2 separate regions of the Triticum aestivum genome follow, and region 1 is linked to region 2. Evidence: chromatin contacts called from public Hi-C data. All regions are on one chromosome and are shown on one strand. The core of a region is the stretch at or near the end of the contact, and the rest is flanking DNA. Distances in the headings are between cores, read along the strand shown. Region 1 holds the start of LOC123071482 (cytochrome P450 94C1-like). Region 2 holds the start of LOC123071475.

Evidence for each region. A called contact is a pair of places that touch in the nucleus more often than the background predicts.
Region 1: a contact with region 2 is called in a Hi-C map of leaf, with 3 times the contacts expected there. The contact joins the promoter of LOC123071482 here to the promoter of LOC123071475 in region 2. A contact is called at or near these places in 2 of 5 Hi-C or Micro-C datasets (both in leaf).

Annotation. Positions count from the first base shown.
Region 1 is chr3B:652,376,380-652,381,405 of IWGSC CS RefSeq v2.1, reverse strand. It overlaps LOC123071482 (cytochrome P450 94C1-like), which reads left to right and starts at 1,455. Exons shown (of 1, transcript XM_044495057.1): 1 at 1,455-3,522. The coding sequence starts at 1,563. The coding sequence ends at 3,146.
Region 2 is chr3B:652,137,191-652,142,471 of IWGSC CS RefSeq v2.1, reverse strand. LOC123071475 reads left to right here and starts at 1,976. Exons shown (of 15, transcript XM_044495048.1): 1 at 1,976-2,263; 2 at 3,144-3,270; 3 at 3,377-3,417; 4 at 4,379-4,472; 5 at 4,781-5,281. The coding sequence starts at 2,052.

The DNA.
Region 1 (5,026 bases), core at 206-2,705, 240 kb before region 2:
CGCGCCATCGGGGTCTGGGGGAAGGAACCTGCATCGCAGCAAGCCGTGGAGGCTTGGGGTGGCGGCTGGAGAACAGCCACCTCGAGCTCCTCGGTCGGCCGACTGCAGCGGGACACGGAGATGGTCGTCGGCGGGCGGCGTGGCCACGCCGGCGAGGCGGGAACGGTTGGAGCTCCCGGATCAGGCGGTCAGTTGCCTCGTCGCAGTCGCGGCACGCGTCGGAGGGAGCCGTGCGACGGAACGTCGGCCCGCCGTTGGGGTCGGAGGGAGTTGCAGCGGGGGCGGGGTGCGACCGATGACGAGGGACGCGCAGGTGAAGCCGAGCAACGCGGCCGCTGTCCTGGTGCGGGATTCCTGTCCGAGTTGGAGCTGCTGCTGCGGTCGCCGGCCGGTGGCGTACACAGGTTGGGCGGCGGCGGCGCGATGCGTCTCTGGCAACAGGACCTCGTACGGGGTCGTGAGGATAACAAAAGTAGGAGGCAGATTTTCTTCTTTTTTTTCTTTGGATGACAGGTGGACCCCCATAGGGCCCCACATAAGGATAGCGTTATCAAACGTCGCCGTTATATTTGAGAGGTTAAGTGGTGCCAAGTGAGCCTGACTGGCGGGCCCCATCTGTCATAAATGCACTTAACCGAGTCCGATCCGCCGATCAGTGTTTTTTCAAAAAAATTATCATAGACGTTTTTTTTTTTGCAAAATAATGTATTGTAGTGTTTTTTGTAAACCTATCCTTTAAGGTGGTGGTTTTGTGCAATTTACCCTTCTGAGGTCTAGCGTTGCAGTTGTCCTTAATGCGCCGCGGGAGGGAAAGATCGGTCGGTCCCGACGACGGCAGACGGGCAGAGACGTACTCCGGGCGGCCTGGCGCTGCTGTGTTGCTGCGCCTAGATAAGCTAGTGGGCACTGGAAACACGTTCAAAACGCCACGGCGCAGTAAATATCCCTGGAACGGCGACTAGTCCGGTACAATCGCACTGTCTGGATCGTGGGAGGGGTAGGCACTGCAGTGCAATCAATAACTGGCTCTGGCTGGCCGAAGTAGGCAAGGCGCGAGCTTTCCTGTTATGTACGACCGGGTATTGACGTCGTGGTCGACTGACCGGGGTGAAAAACCAAGTGCCACCCGGAGAAGGAGCCGGAGGTGGGTGACGGTGCGTGGCCCGATCGAACGACACGCATGGCGCGGCGGACAACGTGCAGATCATTAAGCGCTATTCCTATAGCACATGTGGCTCTCCACCTATAGAGTCTAGACCACCAGCTGCTACAGCCCGATCGACCGAGGTGAGCTCGAGAGCGAACGTGCCCAGACCTACTGAGAGTGAGAGTGAGAGAGCGGTCAAAGTCACGAGGGAAACTACACGGGCGAGAGTCCATGCCCATAACCGTCCTTCCACACACACGAGCGAGGAGAGGGCCGGCAGTATAAAACGGCCTCGTCCGGGGCGGGCGCAACGGCACCTCACCTCACCGCCCGCATATGAAACCCCGCGCGCGCGCACACACACGCACGTACGATAGATAAAAGCAGCTAGCGCCGTCGTTACGTCGTGCTCGTCATGGGCGTCGAGGCGGCGCTGCATGGGGCGGCGGCGGAGGCGGAGCTGCATGGGGCGCTCTCGCTGCAGCCGCACGTGGCCGGCGCCTTCTTCGCGCTCGCGGCGTGCACCGTGGCGCTCGCCGCCCTCCTGGCCGTGGCGCGCACGCGCCCGCCGTGGTGGTGCGACTGCGCGGTCTGCGAGGCCTACCTCACGGCGTCGTGGGCAGGCGAGTTCGACAACCTCTGCGACTGGTACGCGCACCTGCTGCGCCGCTCGCCGTCGCAGACCGTGCACGTGCACGTGCTCCGCAACGTGCTCACAGCCAACCCCGTCACCGTCGACCACATGCTGCGCGCGCGCTTCGATAACTACCCCAAGGGCAAGCCCTTCTCCGCCATCCTCGCCGACCTGCTCGGCCGCGGGATCTTTAACGTCGACGGAGACGCGTGGCTGTTCCAGCGGAAGCTCGCCGCGGCCGAGCTTGCGTCCCCGGCGCTCAGGGCTTTCGCCTCGGGCGTCGTCGCCTCCGAGCTGCGGGGCCGTCTCGTTCCCCTGCTTGACTCTGCATGTTCCCACGACGACGACGGTGGCAAGGTGCTGGACCTGCAGGACGTGTTCCGTCGCTTCGCCTTCGACTGCATATGCAAGATCTCCTTCGGCCTCGACCCGGGCTGCCTCGAGCTGTCCATGCCGGTATCGGCGTTCGTTGACGCGTTCGACACGGCGTCGATGCTCTCAGCGAGGCGCGCGACCGCCCCGTTGCAGATCATATGGCGGCTGAAGCGGTTCTTCAACGTCGGGGACGAGAGAAAGCTCCGGGAATCCGTGCGCCTCGTCGACGGGTTCGCCGCGGAGGTCACCCGGCAACGACACAAGCTCGGCGGCGCCGCGTCCGGCAGCGACCTCCTGTCGCGGTTCATGGGCTCCATCAGCGACGAGAAGTACCTCAGGGACATCGTCGTCAGTTTCGTGCTCGCCGGCCGCGACACAGTCGCCTCAGCGCTGACCGCCTTCTTCCTGCTCCTCTCCGATCACCCGGAGGTCGCCGCCGCCATCCGGGACGAGGTGTCACGCGTCGCGGGCGACGACGACAACGACCGGCCGAGCTTCAGCAAGCTCAAGGACATGCACTACGTGCACGCGGCGCTGTACGAGAGCATGCGGCTGTTCCCGCCGGTGCAGTTCGACTCCAAGTTCGCGGCGGGCGACGACACGCTCCCGGACGGCACGGCGGTGGCCAAGGGCACCCGGGTCACCTACCACGCCTACGCCATGGGCCGGATGGAGTCCGTGTGGGGCCCCGACTGCTCCGAGTTCCGGCCCGAGCGGTGGCTCCGCGACGGGCAGTTCGTCCCGGTGAGCCCGTACCGGTACCCGGTGTTCCAGGCCGGCGTGCGCGTCTGCGTCGGCAAGGACCTCGCGCTCATGGAGATGAAGGCCGTCATCGTCGCCGTCGTCCGCAGCTTCGACATCGAGGCGATCGGCCGGAGCTCGCGCCGGCCCAAGTTCGCGCCGGGGCTGACGGCCACGTTCGCCGGCGGGTTGCCGGTCAGGGTCCGCCGGCGACCGCGTGGTGTGAGCGGGCACAGCCCACCAACCTGATACGGAATAAACAACAGTTGGTGTCCTGACGATCGCGCTCTTGTTGGCCTATTCTCGCCCGTTTCTTCCTTTCGAACAGGGATAAAATCGCGCGCTAGATTGTATGCCGCTGGCAGTCCGTGGCCACTGGTGCCGTGAGTGCGCTGGCGTTTGGCAGCACCGAGCAGCAGCTGATCGATGATGCTGGACGATTGATTAGTCAGTACGTACGCAGCTCTCCACTTGAGATTGAGAGTCGAGATCGATAGATCTACAGATAGATTCCTCGAATCGACAGCAAATTATTGAGATCGGGTCGGAGTACGCGCGACTGTTATGTGGTACGGATAACGGAAAGACTATATAAACCGTTGGGGGAAATACCTCCTTGGCTCTCCGGAGGATGTGTACTTGATATTAAAAAACAGTAATTGTGAAAAAAGATAAAAATCAAATCTTTTTCGGAAATAAATTTGACCTTCTGTTGTGCTCGAACAAAAAGCTTCACGAAAAAAACTCCCATCAACTTCAGGGAAGAAAACCCGACCAAATTAGGACAACTAGTAAGGTACATGTGCATTGCACGCATAAGATTTGGCAACCAAATTATGAATAAACACCACACTATAGCATGTAAGTTTTGAGTCATATATGCATGATGTAGATGTTCGTTTAATTCTTATGGTTCATCCCATTCAAAACCAATTAGTTTTTATAAAAAGGTTAATCTATTTTATTTATGGAATTATGCATTGTAAAGCATAAAGTAAAAACAAATAATGGCAATTCATCTAAAAAAATTAGGCAATTATGATGTGAAAGATTATAGATCAATGGAGAAGTGCTTGTTTTTTAGGTTTGTGCATTATGCTTAAGTTCAACCATGGAGTATTCTAGATTGTACATGTGGTAGAATCTGGTGGAATGTAGATGATATCCAACGGCCGGTAGTTCTCGGATTTGCCATCTCTGCACCGTCAAATTGGCTTCATCCAACGACCATCTTTCAAAGTTATCCGCACACTATATAGGGGTATAGAAAAGGTGTGAGTAGTAACTTGTATGTAGTGTTAAAGAAATCACCCATAATACCATGAAAGTCATTCCTCGATGAAACCTTTTATACAAGTACAACAAAAGGTCAAATTTGTTTAAAAATGGTTTAGAATTTTTTTACTTTTTGGAATATAATTACTAAGATATTTTTTCATGTCAAGTGCATATACACCCGAGAGCCACCTCCGCTCTTCAGCATAACGCTCTCCACTTGAAGGGGAAATACGAGACATATTTTGAACGGATACCACTCCCAAAAGGAGGTAAAAGAAACGTCGCGTCGAACAGTGGTTGCCCATCGTTGGAGTGAGGTCGCCGTCGTTGTCGTGGCGCCAAAAGAGAAGGAAAAAAAGAATGTTATATTGTCATGGAAAGACAGAGACAGGCCGAAAGTGTTCCTCTAATCCCGAGCACAAATGCATCCGCGTGAATGGTAATTTAAAAACAAAGTAAAAATCGTCGACATCAATAAGTGTTCCGGTTGCCCGTAAAATTTCATAACGAAAAGTCATCCTCTGCGGTCTTGGCATAAAGAAAAGGATCCACATACTATTTTTCGGTCCTGAACGTTCTTTTTTACAAGCCACCAAGGATGTCTTTTCGTGGTCAAAATTTCCAGGGTGCTAAAACATATGTCGATGTTGAGTGACAAATAATTTCAGATTTTTAAATGATGTTTACCATTTTTTTTTGAATTTTACTCTCTCCGTAAAAAAAATAAGAGCAATGAGAATGGTGTTTTGGCTCCCGGTGCGCGCGCTCCTGCGTGAATAGTAAATAAAAAATATAGTAAATGCTTTAAAAAATCTTTTTTTTTGTAAATGTTGGTGTTAGTGTCGCAAGCG
Region 2 (5,281 bases), core at 727-3,226:
CCATTGGTTGCCTCTCTAACGTGCTAGTTTGCTCTCTGGCGGTACGTGTGCTGCCTCTAACGCAATAATGTTCTTTCTGTCGTCGCTCAAAGTTGGTTGAAGTTTCATCCATGTGATGGTTCGACTATGGGTTTTTTGATCTACACAAGGTTTCTATAGTGTTTCATGGTGGATTCTTCTCCGAGGCGTTGGTCCAATTAAACCTTAGCACGACGACTTCTTCACTTTGAGATGCAATTTCAAGTCGGTTCTGACAATAGAGGCACACCATTGGTTCATGTTGGAAATTGGGCTTGTTTGACTCTTTTAGGGACCTGGTTGCAACTTTTTATGGGGCATTGGTGTATTGTTGTAAGTCTTTAATGTGAGAGAGATATAAGTGGTTAAATGGTTGAGATCATCATCAAACTCATACTTCTACAAATAAACGAGACTTTGTAGGCAAGATTAGATGATCGAACTAGGCCGGTGGTTTATGTTGCATTGGATAGAACTGAGGCGGGAGCAATGGATGACCTGATGTCTCACCGCAAAGCTATTTCAGATTCTGGGTCATACTTATTCGAGTATTGTTGTCTAGGCCACCATGGTTTGCCGCCGGATGCGTGAAGCACACTCAGCAAAATCATAAGTTAAGGGGTACCCCTTGCAAAGATCACTCACACCTTGTCTAATGGTGACAAGTGACACACTGTATGTGCGACACTTGTCACAATATGAGAGTTTTCTTTCTTTCGTAGACTTATTTTCAGAAAACATTTTATCTCTTGAACGTGCGTCCAAATCACATACGATTTTCACCGTTGGGTTTCTCACGTTGAGGTCCTTGAAACATGATCCCGTGTTAATAGCTTTTGACAAACTTTTCTTATAAACCTAAAAAAACTAGAAATCAAGGGAAAACCCGGAAACAGAAGAAAAACATGCTTTCCACTTTTTAGGAAGCACATGTGCGCTTCACGATGAAAGCACAACTCAACCACAACTTTTCACTTTTGATAAGTACCACTGCGATTCACGAGGAAGCAGAGCGGTGCTTCACCATGAAGCACATTGTGATTTTCGCACGGTGTGCTTCATGCGAGAAAACCAATAATAATAATATTTTTTCCAAGGAGGCTTGGGAAAAACCAAGTAAAATATGAAAACCCGAAAAATATAACTCACAAAAGAAACTACTCCAGCGGGTTCACCCAACACGTGACATGAGGCAACGTTGGATAACTGCCCGTTGGGATTGGACGGGGCTTGCCTGCTCCCCGCTTATAGGGGCTGTTTGGTTGGAGGCCCGAGAGCATCTCTAGCAGATCCCGTAACCGCGCATCCCCCAAAATGCGTATAAGAGCGTCCGTAAAACTTTTTTACGGTGTGACGAGTGCTCCAGCGGAACAGATCCCGCAAACGACCGCTTTTCCTTCGACATGTTTGCGTCTCTTTTCATTCGACAAAAATATTACGACCAAAATGACCTCTTCGTCGTCTATAAAAAATAAATCGGACATCAAAGTGAGCTATTTGTCATCTGTAAAAAAAATACGGCAAAGTCTTTGTCGTCAGTAGCTAGCTGACGCCAAAAGGGTGGTCTTTGCCATCATCAACTCACGGCAAAGAGCTCACATACGGCAAATCAACTGATTTCTGTAGTGTTAGCAGGGGTGTTTTATAAAATGTACAGCGAAGTGGCATATGTCATCTCTCCACTTGAATTTGTGCCATCTCTAGTACCAATCCAACGGTCTAGGTTGCTTTTTTCTATTTTTTTCACTAGAGGATCAGATTCTATTGTAGTCCGTTTGTACTGTACTTGACTTTTTTTTTTGATGGGCTGTACTTGACTTTCGATGAAGAAAAAAGGACACGCCCGCAGTACTTAGCAGGGCCGGACTCGGAGCCTTTCGAGGGCCTGAAAACACATACTAGGAAACCCAGCCCACGCGGGTGCGCCCCAAGGTGTATAATTGGGCCCATCTTCCGCCAGACACGCCCTCTCTTCCCGCGGCTCTAAGCCCTAGAACGCCCCTTGCTTTTGGTCGCTGTTCCCCCCGCCGGCGATGGCCGCGCCGCCGGAGACGACGGCCGCGCCGTCCCCGCCGGAAGGGGAGCACAAGGGCAACGCGGGCGTCGAAGTCTGCTGCTTCGAGCAATCTGCAGAAGACTTCTCCAGAGCGGTACGCGCCATCTCGGAGCTCGCCGCCGGCGACCCCGAGCCGGGGTTCCCCGACGCCGAAGCGGAGCGTCTCGCCTCCTCGATAACGTTCCTCAGGTGAAGACGCGCTCTCCTTGCTCCCCAATCACCGCGATAGAATCTGGCAGCTTTCAGTTGTGGGCTTGCAAGCCGTACAGCGGCGACAGCAATTAATGGCTGCTTCATCGGTTGAACTTTTTACACGTGGCGCGGGACGGAGATGTGGTTGTGCACGTACGGTGGAGCTTGGAACGTGAAACCTCTTTAGCTTTGTTGATTGATTGATTGATGTGTCGTGTGTGCGGGAGAATTTTGTGAAGTTTGTGACTTCGGAGTTTATTATAGCACCACTACAAACGAAAAATTCTTATTCTTCTTATGGTAGCATTTATTTCTTGCGGTTACTGTTCACTACAATTCATTTGCTGCAGTCACCCCAGGTGATTGTGTTGTTATCAGCTGGTTTTTGTCTGATTAGAATGGTACCATGAGACCTGTTGTGAAAATTTGGTGGGCGTGATAGCTAAATTTAGGTTTATTGTTTGACTGATTGATGATGATAGGATCTTTTAAATTTAATGGCTGGCCGCCTGTACACTGGGAATTTTGGGCCTTTTCTTGATCTACAGTTCTAGTTGCTTTCATTTTAGATTAAAAAAATCAGATTTATTGGCAAGTAAGGCCACTTTTATTGACTTGGTATGGAATTAATTTGAGTCTTTTCTGCTTAGTATTAGCACATGCTCATCGGAGATGGCTCTGTTTGTCCATAAGATTAGCACATTGTGAAAAGTTGCAGTTGTTACATTGGCAGTATACCTAATTGGAGAGCACAAGATGTCTTCTTGTTTCGTTTTTACTAGCTTACTCTGTCTTTCCCTGTTTTCATATTTTAGTGTTTTTTTGGATTACTCAGAACCCATTTTGCTTGACATTTAATCAATTGTTATCTTCCCAGAGAATGGAAGCATTTTAATTATGAGCCAAAAGGTGTAAGTTTTACTTACGGCACTGGATCAACTTCATCCAGAGATGACACACATGAGATTACCTTACCACAGTTCTCGTCTGCATCTGTTCCTCAGGTTAGTAAAACTACAGTGCTAATTTCTGAGTCTAAAGTTCCTGTTATAACATTGGAGGAAAGCTTTCTGTTGATTTATTGGATCACATCAGTGCAAATCAATGCAGGTCACACATTTGGAAGATGGGAGGGATAATAATACATACAGGTATTATTTCTAGAAGCTAGACTTTTTCAACTTACTAGAATCTTCTTATTTTGTTACATGATTCTCCCTAAGTTTGTTGAGGAGAGATACGTTAAGATTTAAGTTCCTGAGTTCTGGTTATTTGGAGTATTGAACTTATGACCCAAGATTTTTCCATAGCCCTGTTTATGTAATATTTTTGTTTGTCTGCTCACAATTCAAAGGTTGCTGCACATGGACTGGTAAGCAGGCCAGTCTCTATTCTCATTTGTTGGTGAAGAATTTTATACGGAAGTACAATAATTTTCTTGCTATTTCACAAACGTAACATGATCTCAAATACACCTTTGATTCTAATTATATACCAGTAAAATAATTTAAAATGATTAGTGTTATGAAAGTACTTTCATTGACCAATATATGAATATCATTTTGTTCTTTGGTGTAATCAGTGATCAAAGTTTTACATTCTGGACTGCATACACAATAAAAGAACAACTATTTGAGAATGAAAACAATATTCTCTTGGTCCAGGAGTAATCCTGCAGAGTGAGTTGGGTCATCAAGTGGCGCCAACCCATGCAAGGTTTTGCTGCTTTTAGGGGATTTGTTAGTAGAAGGGCGGACCTGGCGCAGTGGCAGAGCCCCTCCACTTGTGGCCTGGAGGTCCTGAGTTTGAGCCAGCCTCCTTGCAGAAATATTATGCAAGAGTAAGGCTGTCTGAAATTCCGCGCGCGCGCGGGGGGGGGGGGGGGGGGGGGGAGGGATTTGTTAGTAGGTTAACAGTGAAGTTGCTTGATGAAACACCATTGCTTTATTTCTTTCATTAATTAATTTTCAGCATTGTCAAAAACTGATGATATGTGATACACTGCTAATTTTGACCTTATTTCTACACTCTTTCAGTTTTCTCTGTTACATTATCCATATGACTGTAGAGAACCATGCATTGAACTGTGATTAAATCTCTTAACTGTTGCAGCTCTGATTTCATTTTATTCGCTGGGGGGAATGTTTGGTCGTTGGACTGGTGCCCGAGGTTGTGCGACAAGCCTTCTTCTCCCGCAAATTGCGAGGTTGTGATCAACTGACTCTGAGCATGAACTAGTAGCTCTTTTCTCAAGTGCATCTTTGCATGCTGGCTCATTGCTAGGTTGCACTTGTTTTTCAGTGTCTATGAATAGTACTCCCTCCGATCCAAATTACTTGTCGCTCAAATGGATGTATCTAGACGTATTTCAGTGATACATCCGTTTGAGCGACAAGTAATATGGATCGTGGGGAGTACCTTTTTTAATCGCAAGAATTTACTGGATTTACAAAAAGATTAGTAGAACATAGGAGTTACTTAGAATTGCTGATCATGTTCTTTTATCTATTGCAGTATCTTGCTGTTGCTGCTCATCCTCCTGGTTCTTCCTACCATAAAATTGGTATGCCACTGATTGGCAGAGGCATCATTCAAGTTTGGTGTATTGTAGCACCCTTTGAAGAGGCACATACTAATCAGTCAATGCTTGCATACAGTAATAGCAATTGTAGAGGAAGGCCTAGAAAAATACCAAAAGAGAACAATTCAATTGAGAGTTCATCAGTTCCTCGAAAACCAATAGGGAGACCGAGAAAGATAAAACTGACGACTGGGGATGATCGCACGGAACGTAGTAGTCTGAAAAAACCAACGGATCATGCAGAACCTAGTCTGAAAAAACCAAGGGGCAGACCAAGAAAATATCCACTGTCAGTTGCCAAAGTGGTAGATTCAACAAAAAATAGCGGAAGTCCAGGCTCTAGTTTTGTTGACCCTCTTGCCACTTCAGGAGTTATTCCAGGCGATCTTGCATTATCTTGTGGTATACCATCTGTGCAGTCTGTGGAATCAGCT